Regions from separate parts of the Gossypium hirsutum genome. Here region 1 is linked to region 2. The links are chromatin contacts, called in public Hi-C maps. All regions are on one chromosome and are shown on one strand. The core of a region is the stretch at or near the end of the contact, and the rest is flanking DNA. Distances in the headings are between cores, read along the strand shown.

The links. Hi-C and Micro-C count contacts between places; a contact is called where the count stands out from the background.
Region 1: a contact with region 2 is called in a Hi-C map of leaf, with 4 times the contacts expected there. The contact joins the promoter of LOC107962880 here to the promoter of LOC107928759 in region 2. A contact is called at or near these places in 5 of 34 Hi-C or Micro-C datasets (all in leaf).

The regions. Positions count from the first base shown.
Region 1 is chrA06:34,023,764-34,026,843 of Gossypium_hirsutum_v2.1, forward strand. It overlaps LOC107962880 (protein NONRESPONDING TO OXYLIPINS 2, mitochondrial), which reads left to right and starts at 1,523. Exons shown (of 3, transcript XM_016899435.2): 1 at 1,523-1,934; 2 at 2,046-2,164; 3 at 2,901-3,080. The coding sequence starts at 1,738. The coding sequence ends at 2,920.
Region 2 is chrA06:33,772,332-33,775,258 of Gossypium_hirsutum_v2.1, forward strand. LOC107928759 reads right to left here and starts at 1,657. Exons shown (of 3, transcript XM_016860026.2): 1 at 163-1,657; 2 at 1-12. The coding sequence starts at 1,531. The coding sequence ends at 239.

The DNA of each region.
Region 1 (3,080 bases), core at 273-2,772, 250 kb after region 2:
TCTATAAGTTGTTTATGAAAGTGAAGCATCACAACCTGCACCGTCATATCAAATAGTTGTTTTCAACCTTCCCTCCATCTCTTACTAATGTGCAATATCCATTGGTTTTACTTATAAACATAATTTCAAAGGATTATTTATTTATAGCGGATACTGAAAATATTTTAAAATAGAAAATGAATAAATCAATACTATAAGCGAATATTTTAAATTAAGATCATATTTTTTTTATAATGAAACAAATTAATGTCAATAATAATGTAATATAAAGTTTTGACTCTTCTCAAAATCATTAATTTTGAATGCATGTATATCAAATATTTGGAAAACACTAAATTTAATGTTTACATTATGTAAATGGAGAAAACAAATCTATTAACAAATTAACCTATTTTGAGATTCCATGAATAAGTGGTCTCGTCCACACAAATCTCTTCTATAATAGCCTCCCTAAATAATATATTTTAGTGTTTGGATGATCATGCATAAAATATTTTCTATTGTTTAATATACTTTTTGAAAATATTTCATAAAAACTATTTTTTATAAAACAAACATAATTTTGAGATTTTTTTAATCTTTTTATTATTTAATTAAATTTATTTTATGTCTATAAATTTATATTTTACATTATTCTTTGTAAACCAGACACAACTCAAATATATTTGTTATAAAATATTATAGTACAATTTCCTTTTAACAATTAAAATTTATTTCATAATAGTAAAACATTTTGTGATAATCAATATCTATATAAACTTAATAATAAATAATACTTAATTAAAATTTAATTTAAATTACATATGTTACATATATAAGAGTACACATTGACATATTAAAGTTGTAAGGTATAAATGAAGCTAAGCATTATTTAAACAAATACTCATATTTATAAAATTAAAATATTCATATTTTTATACTAAATTAAAATATGTCATAAGTCTATTGTACTCTTTATAAATTTAAAATTTAGTCCATGTACTTTTATTTTTGGATTAGTCTTACTTTTTAGAGATCAGAATTTAAGTTTAACTGTTAGTATTATTAAAAATATTTTGTTAAGTACACATATCTATAAAATACAATTAAAATATCATAATTTAAAAAAAAATAGAGTCTTAGAATTTTTTTAAGTGATAACTGATTTTTTTGAATTATATAATTATGTAATTATTTTCTTAATTTGTTTTGGTATGTTCGTCTAAAAATAATGAAAAGTAAGCCTTAGATTAGAGGTCGATACAAGGGGGGCCGGCAGTGGCCCTGGCCCCCCTAAAATAGAAAATTTATATTTAGGCATTTGAATTTTTTTAAAATTTTAAATTAATAAAGGTAAAATTATACTTTAGCCCCTCTAAAATTATAGAAATTCGATTTAATCCTATAAAAATTATAAAGATATAGATTATAAAAAATTAAATTTTTTATCATCTCTTCCTAAAAATTTATTCTGACTTTGCGCTTGCATTAGATTCAATTTTTTAAAATTTCATAAATTAAAAACATACCGTATTTTTATAAAGTTGTTTTAGAAGAAAATCAATGGTTATAAGCTCTAAGGTGATTGACGCTTGACCCAATCAGAATAGGATAAGGATGATTTAAAATGCGTAACCAAACATGAAAAAAAAGGTGGCATAAACCCTAGAAATTACAAGAGCTTAAACCCCTCTGTAATATCAATTCAGGATCCATATTCCAGAAGGAAAAAAAGAAAAGAAAAGAGAAGAAGCTTTAATGGCTGGTTCGACGATTCTCTCTAGATTATCATCATCTCGGTTAAAGGCTCTTCCTGTAAAGCTTAAAAGCAGCAAACCAGTGTTACCCACTATTTCTCCATTGAAATCGAGCTCTCAGTCTCAGTTTTCTTCTGCTTCTTCTTCTTCTTCTTCTTCTTCTTCTTCTTCACTGAAGCGCATTTCCGGGATTCCAAGGTGAGCCTTGTTTGTAATTAAAACTATTTGAATCTCTAAAGTAATGATTTTGCTCGCTCTTTCCTTTTTGGTTTGATTTCTTAGAGAAATGGGAATTTCCCTTTCATTTAGATTACCAGTGGAGCTGAGCTGCTTAATCTCAATGATGCCTTTGCACAGTGCGGTTGCTTCGGCTCGCCTCAGATCATTTCTTGCTATAGAATCTCAGAGTTGGGGTTTGATTCCTCAAGGTCTCTCTATTTACTCAACTCATGGAATATTTTTATTTTTATTTTTGGTATTAATGTTCATTGTTTTGACATTGTCACCACTGAAGCTTATTAATATAGTTTTTTATCTCAGAATTCTTGCTTTGTTATAGTTGAGAAAAGGATTGTTTGAAATAATTATGGTATGGGAGCATATATCATTATAATTGGTATTATTTCACAAAAATTCAACCTTTTATTGTAAGAATCATTAATGAATTGTTGAAATATGTGTCGTGGTTGTTTCATATAACCATTTGCGTTATGACCAGGGCGAACCTGATTGCCTCGGCCTCCCTTGTCTTCTACAAGCTCTTTTGATCATAAGTATTTTCTGCTCGAAAAATAATTTGTTTTTTTCCAAAAACATCTTTAATTTTATCTGGACTCCCAACATAAAATTCTTATCTTGAGGATCTTGACTTGCATGTTTTACGATTTTAGATGTTCTCTCTATAAATGTTCCTCTATAGAGCTTAGATTTATAGCCTGCAATGTCCTCCTGCATTCACTGGTAAAGGCATGCATACTTTGGTGATACTTTATTTTGTCAAAGAAGCCTGCATTTTATTTGCTTCATAAAGCACGACAGTCTGTAGTGATGCTAAATTGATTGAATAATGTTAAAAACGAAATATCTCGTTCGTATTATTTCTTTCGGAATGTTTACAAGAACATATCATTTGTTCTGATTCATGTTGTTTTTTCGATGTTGCAGGTATCTCTATGCCTTTATAACAGCACCCGTGGTTAGTGTCTGGTAATTTTTCTTGCCAAAATGGAGTGTAATTTCATTACGAACTCGAATTCTGTAAGGGTTCATTCTTAATAATTATCTTGTTGTTTGTTACGGATATGATGGATGCTGAAAGTGTTGATCGTTGAGAAATGAGTCAGA
Region 2 (2,927 bases), core at 407-2,906:
GGTGCGATGAACCTGCAGTATTAAAACTAGAATTAGAAATAATAGTAGACCTTTTAGTTTCCTCACACACATGCTGATTCGACTGACTGCCAGACAATGGCCTATTCCCCAAGGCAGCCTGGCCTGAAATAATGAAAGAATCGACTTCTTTCGCAAGCTCACCAGGCAGACGACCCAACTCAGTCCCAATAATGGCCCCCGTAGTAGTTGCCCTTGTTGGGCTAGAACCCGAATTGGCCTAAAAGCCTAGGTCCATTACTGGCCGAGAACCCATGTCTCTCAAATTATTACCCCTATCCCTAAAATTGATATTTTCAATAGCACCAGAACTTGTTTCAGCCCCCTTCACCGACACAGATTCTCCAGCATAAATTTCGCTTATCTCTCCCGCCTTGTTTAACACCTTAAATCGTGATTTTCCAGTTTCCTTGCGAGATTTTGCCCCGTCTGTTACTCCCATATCTCTGTCGGTGTTAACTCTGCCAACCCGTTTTCCATGCCCGGACCTTCTTTCAACCAGCATCCAAGGCCAAAACTCCGGCCTCGCTTCCTCAACTACTCCTCCTCCGTCAGTTTCCAAAACCTCCTTCGTCGTCTCAGGCAACTTGTCATAATTATTATCCAGGGCCATCATCTGGCATAAATCTCTAACATGCCCATACCTACCACACCCAAAACAAACCGTAGGAAGAACTTCGTACTCCACCCTCTGAACAGCTCCGTCAACCAAGACTTGGGACACCAGCGGCTTCGCGAGATTAATGAAAACAGCAAATCGAGCAAAACGTCCCATGGTTCTCTTATCCGTCTGAAGATTCAATTTTACGACCTTCCCAATCAACCCCCCAACGGCTTCCACAATTTGCCGACGGAACATATACCCCGGCAAGCCCGGCAGACGGATCCAAGCCAAGACCACAGTAGGATACGGTTGCAAAGGATTAAAGTCCTTGGTCCAAGGTTGAACAGTAAGGTATTGACCAAAAATAATCCATGGACCCTGCGACAAAATGCGATCGTAATCAGTCTTATTCAAGAAACGAACTAGAAAATACCCATTTTCAATGTCCATAAGATGAAATTGAGAAATAGGTTTCCACAGACTAGATATGCGATTGTGTAAAGTATTGTAGCCGATACTCCGGCCTAGAAGTTTAATAACCACAGTTAATTCCATTTCTTTGAGCAAAATATCCTTAACCCGATCAAAAAAATTGATGGCTGGGATCCCGTTAACAATGGATATTTGCACATCATCTGTCAATAAGTCAAAATCTCCATTGCATCCATCATCTACTCCCACAGCAGAGACATCGCGTTCCAACTCAAATGAAGCTGATTCTCTACCCAAAAACTTATCTTTCCACGATGGTGTTGGAGATATAACAGAATCTACAATCATATCCACAGAATCATCCTCAAGACCGTCCTTAAACCTCACTTTCTTAGTGGTCCGATCCTCGATAGAACGAGGATCTCCCACATCTCTGTTGGCCGAAGAAGGCTGAGCAAGAGAGCGTTCTTTAGACATTTTTCGAACTATTTAGACTTATAATTTAAAATCATTTAACTGTTAGTTTTTCATTAAAATAGTTAACCAATAATCACATAATCTCTCTTACTTTAATAAGTTATCGATAACTTATAATATAAAAACTAAATTGATCTCATTCTTGTAATAAAGATACCTCTCAAAAAATTTCACCAATATATAAAGATGGAATGAATATGTCGAGATCGTGAAGAGTTGGTGCGGTCCTCTTCATGTTAGCTTTTTTTGTTTTAATCATATATATTTGACGTTCAAATAGTGAAACATAATTATAATTGCAAATTTTCAATCTTTATCTTTCACTCCTTTGTTTTTCTTTTTGTTCTTTTTCATCAGTCTTAGATCAAATTTCTGAGGTCATGGAAGCAGCTCACTTAGTTGACTTTGTGATTTAATTTAAAAGCAAATCCCTAATTTTAAATGACAAAAAGAAATTTAAAAAAAAATCATTTAAAGTACAATTATTACCATTCCCACCAACAATAAAAATAATCTCTACTAATATAATCTTCCAAACACATGTGATTGGTCAATCAATCGAATTACTAAAACACCCTAAAAAAAAACTAATAATAACCCTCAGATATATTGAAATTCAAGACTCGAAATCTATTAAATATTATTTGTAAAGTGTAAGCTAAATGATTTCAGCTTCAAATAACACTTGATTTCCCAACATCCACCAATTGTATCATCGTATGTAGTACTAAGTCCCACATAAGCTGGAGTTACTACTATAAATTTAATTTTCTATTAACTACAAAATCATTCTACAAGAAATCTAATATTTTTATATGATATTTAAGTTACTTTAATTTGTAAAATGAAAAAAAGGAGTTGGAATCCACATCCTGTAAAATTATTTTTGCAACAACCATAATTGCCTCCTAAATAAAGTTTAAAGTTGATTAATATTTTTTATTACTTTTCATTAAAAAAAATAAAAGAGAAAAAACAGGAACCAAACATCTTTAAATTTGACATGTTCCAATAGCAAACCTGTACATGCAGTGTTGTTTGTCCCGTAAGACATGATTGAACCATTACTGCAAAAGTTGGTCACTGCTTTGTTGTTTTGTTCATCATGATTCATCACTCCACCATATAGTCCTACCTCAATTATTACTAAATATTGAAAGAGAATAAAATATCTCAATTATTACTAAACGTGATAGATAATAATATTATTATTCAACATATATATATTTTTAAAGCTCACTTTTATTTTTTTATTAAAGTAATATTTAATCTTTTAAATTTGATAATTTATTTTATCTTTGCACCTAAACATTTTTTAGTTCACATTAATTTTAAAATTAAAATTGTTTAAGTATCGGGTTATTTGTCCAAACCCAAAAGACCATCTAAAATTTGA